Regions from separate parts of the Oryza sativa genome. Here region 2 is linked to region 1. The links are chromatin contacts, called in public HiCAR-type maps. All regions are on one chromosome and are shown on one strand. The core of a region is the stretch at or near the end of the contact, and the rest is flanking DNA. Distances in the headings are between cores, read along the strand shown.

Region 1 (4,401 bases), core at 326-2,825:
AGAAGTAGTGATGATATATCATAAAATTCATTGGCAGAGTTTGAGGTGTGTTCAAATGATATGGATGGCTATCATGAAAGTAGGTGAAAATGCCTCTTCGTTATAAATTCTGAATAATGGTTTGCTTGGATAAATATTATTGTACTACTAGTACTTAGCATATGAAGGAACATTCATGAGTCTGTCACGAACACACAAAAACCTTACACGCCAATATAATAGAAGAAAAATAGCATACATTGGTAACACGGCGATGTGGTTACGTCACTAGGAGGTGTAATATGGCTCTAAAGAGCTTTCTAAACTGAGTGCGACTCCTAAGACGAAGCTGTGAGAAGTGAAATGAAACTAAGTTAAGCTATGTGCCTAACAAAGCTTCCAACAGGATTGGCCTCAATCCATCGCCATCCTTTTTCCACAATCCGCTCCACCACCGTCGGCACCTGAAAGAACATCATCAAAGACGCAGGCGTCATTATATATATTTTTCTTCCTAACTAATATTTAACCGAGTTGACATCGGAGTAATTAAGCATTGAGGTATATACATCTCTATCCTCCCCAATCCCAGATGAAATAATGGCCCATAGCCTTATACAGGTGTCAGGTGTTGCAATCCTTTTTAGTGGCAGAGTTGAATGTGCTGGAGTATGACTTAAAGTGGTGCTTGATGTTTGCCAACCCCAAATCTATTTAAAAATTTAGATGATGGTCACGGTAATCAATGTAACGCAATTGATTTTTTTTAATAACCATTGAATTTGTTTATGTCCTATAGTTACCTATTTTGCATCTACTGTGCACCAAGAACGTTTGGAAGGTCTAGTTAGGGGGAAAAAGTAGAGTGAAACAAGGAATGCTTGCCATATCTTGTTTTGCCATAGAGTTGATTATTTGAGATTAAGGTCGGTGAACTAATTCAGTAATAATGTAATAAGAGAGAAATTAATTAAGCTAGAAATGTAGTGACAAGAGCCAACTGTCGTCATCAGCATATCAATGCCGATTTCTTAATTATCGATAAGTGAGTAGTATTATCTTATTCTCTTAATTCTGTGGTTCAAACGACAAGATCACCCTTAATTGTCCAACAGTGTGTAACAATATATTTTTTTAGCAAGGGTCGAAACCCCATTTCTTTTACTAGAAATAATCATACCAGTACAGGTTCAGCCTCAGCGGCAAGCGAAAAGTGTGTAACAATACTGTAGTACGTGCAGTAGCAATCATTTGTTATGGGCATCCATGGATTATCGATCGTAATCAGTCGGTCGATAAATCACGCAAACATTATAATTTCTCTGGTTAACTTTAAACTCTTGTATCAGAATTGTGACTTAAATACTCCATAATTAAGTAAATATGTGGAGGAACAGTACGTACAATAAGGTGTACATGGCTAATTATAAGCAGGGATACAAAGTAGTAGTACTAGTTGCAGATTAAGCAGAAATTAAAGCACATCCTGCGTGATTAATTTAACTGTGAGAAGTAGCAGAAACTCAGGTAATCAGCAAGCTGGATGGGCCGGAAGGGGATGGCCGTCGGTTTGTCGGCCCATGACGGATAAAGCCCAAACAGATTTTGGCCCGTGTTAGATGGGCCGGACCGTATGTCCGTATGGGCTGCATTTGTTGGATCGGACCTCCGCCACAGAACCAAAGACGACAGGGGAAATGGGATATCGGGTAATTCAGTCTCCTTGATGCCACGCATTTAAACTGAAAGAAAAGGTTGAGCTGATTGCAATTTCTGCTTCTTTTTTAAATGCCTTTCAGATTGGCACAAAATTTCCTCTTCTTTTGTTCAGACTGTTCAGGTCATGTATACTCGTTCAAGCAAATCTTTTTATTAGCAGCTTGTTTTTCTTTTTCTTCTTTGGAAGTTTTTATTAGCAGCTTGTTAATTCTACTGAAATGTTGTTAAAATCAAGGCTTTTATGGTGTGATATGATACCGGAATGTTTAAGACATGTGCTTTCTTTTATCCATTAGTAATTTTAGCCAGTAACATTGAGAAGATGCTAGATTGCTAGAATTTGAGGGAGGAGGTAATACTGTGACATGTTCTTTTTCAGACTTGACCACCTGAATTTGTGTTGATGTATTATAGTAATGGCTTTTAAAGATGTCAAATGGCATTGCAATCTACATGCTGGTCTGTAATGATCTTTTTTATTCTCTCTTTTATGAAAGAACTCTAGTTTGAAATGATGAACTAATAAATGAACAAGTTGAGTTTGTGAAAGTTCATGTCAGTTATGTCAAACTCAACTGTAGGTGCTTTTCAAATTGCAGGGAATTCTCTCTGCCATAGAGCACAAGACTATGAGATTGACTAATTGAGTTCTCCATGGAAGCCACTACAACAATCCAGCTACTCCTTCCGTCCCAAAAAAAAAAAATTTAAGGCTGGATGTGACGCATTCTAGTACAACGAATCTAGACAGAGATATGTCCAGATTTATAGTATTAGGATGTGTCACATCCAGTACTAGGTTAGTTTTTCGTGGGATGGAGGGAATATCTGATTCAGAAGTACTGCAACTCGATTGATGACTAGAAGAATTTATTAAGCACGCAGTTGTAATGAGTACACATTGAACTCTACCCATCTCGAATAACTGGAGGAAACCAAATTGTACATTCATGTATTTTTTTTATAAAGGAAGCTTTTATTAATCTCAGACGATTACATTAAGATGATAGAACCATACTAAGAAAACTCCCGGCCTCTGCATAACTAGGATGCACACAACCAATGTACATTCATGTATTATATGCTACTACCCTTGTTGCTCCTTAAAAGATGAGATGAGCCTTGAGAGTTGGGAGAGCCCAACTGCCGCAAGATTTATCACCAAGCCGGTGAAGGAAAAGAACTCTAGCCAAATCTATTAACAAGCTTGTTGTTACAGGATGACAGAGAGAAATGATGATATGTAGAGAGTTGATTGGTATGGCATGCCGGAATGGGATGCACCGGAAGCTCATGAGTGACATGAGGGGATGGTTCAGCCATAGTTCAAGGGTATTCATCCAAATACCCATAACATTTTCACTGAAATGTAGATCATATTACATAGGAGTAGTGAGTACTAGAAGCAGTTGTTGGTGGGCACAACATCTGTATAAAGTAGGTCCTGAGCTCAAGTCCTACCTTCAGTATTCCTCTTTTAAAGAGATTAATTTTACATAGATCAAACATAAACTAAAAGCACATCCTGCGTAATCATATTTGTGCCTAAAGTTTCAAGAATAAACTCAACTTCATTTGAGAGATACAAAATTAAGAAACATAGTAGAAAAAGAAAAAGAAGGAAAAAAATGTTGTTTGCTAATTTTACATCTCATTAATGAATTGAGTTTTTTCATGCAACTTATCTTTTATTTACATATTATTTACATGTGTGATTTTTTTAATATTATTTGAGAATTTTTATAAAAAAATTCCGAGTTTCCATACGATGTGATTTACACCATATATTTTCCCTCCTACTAGCTGCTTCTGTCTCACTATGCACGCCACGTGTCCTTGGCAGCATACACGCGGAGGGCAAGCAATTTTGCAGGGCGGCACATCGTCAGGTTGGGCTGAATTGGTGTCAGCCCATATTAGATGGGCTAGAGCGGGCCAATGATGGATGGGCGGAAACATTTCTAGGCCCAACCGAGTCTCATGATATTACCATGTTGAACTCTTTTTCTCCATAAAAGATAAAGATGACTGATCCCAAGTTATACCTTACAGAAAAAATAAAGAGCTAGCTATGCATATCATTCCTGTTGGCTTGCTATGGTAGGTTTAGGAGGCACTGCGGGATCTTATGTTACAATTAGCTATCATGAGGCAAATAATGCGTACACGAAATGGTAGATTGGTCAAGTTAGCATTGCGATCTTAGAAGCTAATGGATCTAGATTCCACAACTCTGCCCTATCGATGAAACTGAAGCTGGCAGCCTGTGGATTGCTAGTAACAAAGTTAATTCGGTGACATAATGAACAAAGGTTTGTAGACTTGGGCTCACAGCCTCACATTCAGATAGGCACCAATAAGCTGCATAAGTTCACTTATCGTAGTTGGAATACAAAGCTTGGAGGTGGCGACACCGATTTCTTCGTAGATGAGCTATTTCGCCTTCGGATCGTGTCCTGTCATCGCTGATGTTTTTCTATCTCACCAATATTTTCTGTTGCATTACTGGACCATTTAGACCAAGTTTCTAGGGAGAAAAAAAAGGGAGGATTTTATATAAACCGCAGACCATAGTTACGGTTCTGGTGCTTAATGATGCTTGTGGAACCCCAAATCCTTACAAAAATTAAGTTTGAAGACTATCATGATTATCGATGTAACATGTAATGCTGTTATTTTTTTCGATGGACCATTGAATTTGTT
Region 2 (4,529 bases), core at 1,839-4,338, 150 kb after region 1:
TCAGATTTCAGAAATTACCGATGACTAGTAAGGTGAAAGTATTTCTTGCATTATAAATTCTGAATAATGTTTTGCTTCAGTACTTGTTACTACTTACAATTAATAATAGAAAGAACATTAATGGGTGTTCAACAAACTGTACGGAGACAGATATATTAGTGAGCCATCGACATTTGTTTATCTAAACCTTTTAACTGAACTGAAATTTTCCGAGTAATTAAGCACTGACATATCTTCAGGACATAACTATTGGCTCATATATATAGGTGGTAGGTGCTACTTCTGCATTCCACTGTAGTGACATATAAAATGATGTATAAATAAAATAGAATCAGATGAAGGACCAAAAGAGAGATGAACTACACCGCATGCATAGAGACAGATCAGGGACACTGAGATTCAGGTTGGCCTCGGAGGTATCAGGATTTGCCATTTCACCATCACCACCCTTACTAGTAGCCCTTCTTGATGATCGGTCCGTACATACAAGGCTTCTTCATCTTCTTCATTTGTTTCCTCATTTTCTAATTCGACATCAGTTGTGGGTGGCGGTTGCTCGTCGGGTTGATCGTAGTCTTCTTCATCAACGATATTCTCCATTCCAACAATATTTAGCTTGCCTACGAATACAACATGATGTGGTCTGGCAGATTTCGCAAGTGATGGGTCCTTGACATATAATATCTGCTTAAAGGATTTCGCGAGCATGAACGGCTCATCTTTGTAGCCAACATCATTCAGGTCAACGATGATCATCCCGTGCTTATCAACCTTCAACCCTCTTGGAATTCTTACCCACTTGCATCGGAGTAGAGGGACTTTGAGGACTCTGTAATCTAGCTCCCAAATTGACTCTATGAAACCGTAATAAGTCTGCTTCTTGCCATCATCATCATAGGTGTCAATGCTACGCCACTGTTTTGATTTGTACTTTTGTTGTCCTGGGCCTTGGTGTCGTAAAAAGTATACCCGTTCATGTCAGCCTTGGTACGTGTGGATTATGTTGGATGGCCCCCGAGATAAAGAGAACAGTTGGTCACTATCGATGTCTGCAGTTGTCAGGTACTCCATCAACCATTTCCCAAATTGAAGTTTATGCTTCTTCACAAGCCATGCCTCGGATTCCTAGGATTGTCTCTGCAGATTTCATCCAAGTGCATGTCCACGTATGGAGCCACCAAAGCCGATTGCCGTAACACTGCAAAATGGGCTTGTCTTATGTTTTGTCGATTGGGGTTGACAATTCTCTTGTGGCCTAATGTTCTTTTTCCAAACATCCTACCCTAGTGACGGTGCACAATTACACCAATAGGTTGCAGATCCATGTAATCTATACATAATTCAACCATAACCATTGACGATGCTGTTTTTTTAAAATATCTATTACCTCATACTTTCATGGCTGATATTTTGATTTTAAAATTTGGGAAATTTGGGATTTTTGGTCCACTGGCAGGACATCTTTCACCCCGATATTTATTTTTAATATAGAAAAAGTATTCTACTTTAGGTAAAAACGTTAAATTTTCAATTTTTTCCAGCCAAAATATTCTGAAATTTCTCCAATTGGAATCAATCTTCCACACCCACCGTCCTCCCCTCTTAAGCTTTTCGTAATATAGAACCCAACCTACCGTGCAAGTCAAACTGAAGTGCTTGGTTTTGCATACAAGTTACAGGAATTCAAGGTAATGCATCCATATGTCAGATTTTTTTTGAAGGCTTGGAGGGAAAACACTAATATTTTTTAAATTGTGCCAAAAGGAAATAATTGTCAACAACCCAGCAACTTGGTCAAAGGTATGTGCATTGAACTATTGGGTGTTGAATATATAGTTGATATCATGGAGTTTTGGGTGCACATTGAACTCAGCTACAGAACTTAAATACCTGCACTGGTATCAGATTTCGCATTTATATATGATATCATTTAGCCCATCTTGGTCTATAAAAGATAGAGATGATCAGTGATCCCAAACATGCGTGCGGATAAAGAGAAATGAAGAGTTTTAGTGAGCATTGGCCCGGTCTCCAAATGGTTTGCTACGCTCGGCCTGGGATGCATCGGAAGCTCAAGTGTTACAACAGCTCACTTGTTAACTTGAAGGATTGTGTACCGATGAGTTTCTTTTTCTGTTCTGTACTCAAGAATTTCATTTTGTTTAGTGGCAACCATCATTCGACCCTAGCAGCCAGTCAACTCACATAGGCTGTAACGTTCACCATTATTGCTATATGGCTGTCGATGAACTTCCAATAGATCAAGAACATGCTGAAGAATGATCCAACAGTTTGCCACAGATTGACCTTTATTTTGATATTTTCAGATTAGACAACAGATTCTGATCTTAGATTTTTTTTTTTATCAAAATCTAGGCATCCTCAACATCTGTTGAGTGAAATGATAAAATGAAGAGCAGTGGCAGCGAGCAGCCTGCTAGCTGCACGTCCAACTGAGCTGCTAGTCCGTCCATCCACCGGCGAGGCAGTGACCTTCACCACAAGCTTCGTCCACACCATCCAAAAACATGTTGCCAGAGCCGGCAAAATCCCTCTCTGATGGCCACTGCTACAAAACACAGGCAGATGAATAGGTTTTGAGAGGCCATCGTAATAATCCAGTTTGATCACAACAAAATCTATCCTATCATGCCCAAAACATAACTGCGTACGTCGATTAGTTTATATTTATTATCTACAACAGATGGCTCTTTGGAGTTTATAATCTGCTGTTTGATTTTGAACATACACTCAGATAGAAATTTGGTACCAAATTAAGTTTTGAAATAACTGTTTAGAGTCGCTACCTAGTAGTAATCACCAAAAAGGCTTGGGCATACCATGAAGCTCTCTCTCTTGCAAATTCAGACTTCAGAAATTACCCTTGACTAGTAAGGTGAAAGAATTTCTTGCACTACAAATTCTGGATAATATTTTGCTTCCGTAATTATTACTACTTACAATTAATAATTAGAAATAACATTAATGGGTCTTTAACATACTGTGAAGACAACCAGGAGCGGACCCAAGTCTCGAGCCACCTGGGCCGTGGCCCGAGGCCTAGTACTGGAGGCCCAAGGGGATAGTTTATTTTCCACCATGTATTAATCATGTTGGGCCATATTCTCCATGGGCTGGCCTGAGCCTTGGGCCAGTCTTGGGTCCGTCCCTAAAGACGATGATATAGTTAATGAGCCATCGATATTTGTTTGTCTTAACTTTTTAAGTGAACTAAAACTATCCGAGTAATTAAGCACTGAAATATCTTCAGGACAAAACCATTGGCCCATATATACAGGTGGTAGGTGGCTGCTACTTCTGCATTCCACTGTAGTGACCGATAAAATGATGTATAAATAAAACAAATCAGATGAAAGATCAAAGAGAGATGAACTACACTGCATACATAGAGGCATACAGGGACACTGATTCAGCTTGGCCTAGGAGGTATCAGGATTTGCCATTTCACAACCACCACCCTGACCTACCCGGTCCAGACGTACGCATGCAGTTGATCAGTCACCACAGGTGCTACTGTCCTTGACCAGGGCTCAAGCTTAACCCTCCTGCAAGGCGTCCTCAAACCTCCTGTTGTGGCAATGAAAACCAAATACCGATGGTGTGTTCGACTACCACCATATTGCCATGCTGACGCCACCTCTCATGAAACCAAGCTCTGTCTAGTATTTATAATTGTGTGGCGGGTTCACCATAGCTGGCCGGGGAATCGTGTTACGCCGGTGGTCAGGCACAGGTTACCGGGGATAGGAGCAATGACTAAGTAGCCCCGTGTGGCAAATGACAGATCCGTCAGTCGGCGCCGTTGTTGAGGTGAAGTTCAGAAGTTGTAGAAAATTGAGTAAGGTGGTAATATTTTGTACAGTGGCAACCATCATTCGACCCTAGTAGCCAGTCAACTCACACGAGCCGTAACATTTACCATTATTGCTCTATGGCTGTAGATGAACTTCCATTAGATCAAGAACATGCTGAAGAATGATCCAACAGTTTGCCACGAATCGACTTTCATTTCAATATTTCCAGATTAGACAGCACATTCTGATCTTAGATAAATTTTTTTTATCAAAATCTAGGCATGCGCAACATCTGTTGTGTGAATGATAAAATGAAGAGCAGTGGCAGTCAACAGCCTTTGCTAGCTACACGTCCAACTGAGCTGCTGATCCCTCACCAAAAGATTTGTCCACACAATCCAAAAACATATTGCCGGCGCCAGCAAGTCCCCTCTCTGATGGTCACTGGTACATAACACAGGCAAATGAATATGTTTGGCGACGCCACCGTAATACTCAAGTTTGATCCTAACGACATCTATCCGAACCTATCATGACCAAAACATAATTGTGTACATCGATTAGTTTATATTTATCCTATCTTTCTATAAAGTTAAGGCCCACTACATCGTAAAGCTCAACATACAAAGATGCCACATCATCCACTAACATTTACTATATCTCAAATCTCATGCAAGCATGCTAATTTATTAAGTTTTAGAGTTTTAAAATGCA

What was found. HiCAR-type assays count read pairs that join an accessible place to other places.
Region 2: a contact with region 1 is called in a HiCAR-type map of leaf, with 5 times the contacts expected there. The contact joins two enhancer-like sites. A contact is called at or near these places in 1 of 15 Hi-C or Micro-C datasets (leaf) and 1 of 4 datasets of contacts at active chromatin or transcription factors (leaf).

The regions. Positions count from the first base shown.
Region 1 is chr12:21,592,151-21,596,551 of ASM3414082v1, forward strand. No RefSeq gene overlaps it. Among protein-coding and RNA genes, the nearest start is that of LOC4352399, 23 kb to the left of the region's middle. Within about 2 kb of position 1,576, at least 14 of the 15 cell types and tissues checked have open chromatin away from gene starts, as enhancers often do. A contact at or near this core is called in leaf, where this site is marked.
Region 2 is chr12:21,744,188-21,748,716 of ASM3414082v1, forward strand. No RefSeq gene overlaps it. Among protein-coding and RNA genes, the nearest start is that of LOC136354595, 26 kb to the left of the region's middle. Within about 2 kb of position 3,089, at least 13 of the 15 cell types and tissues checked have open chromatin away from gene starts, as enhancers often do. A contact at or near this core is called in leaf, where this site is marked.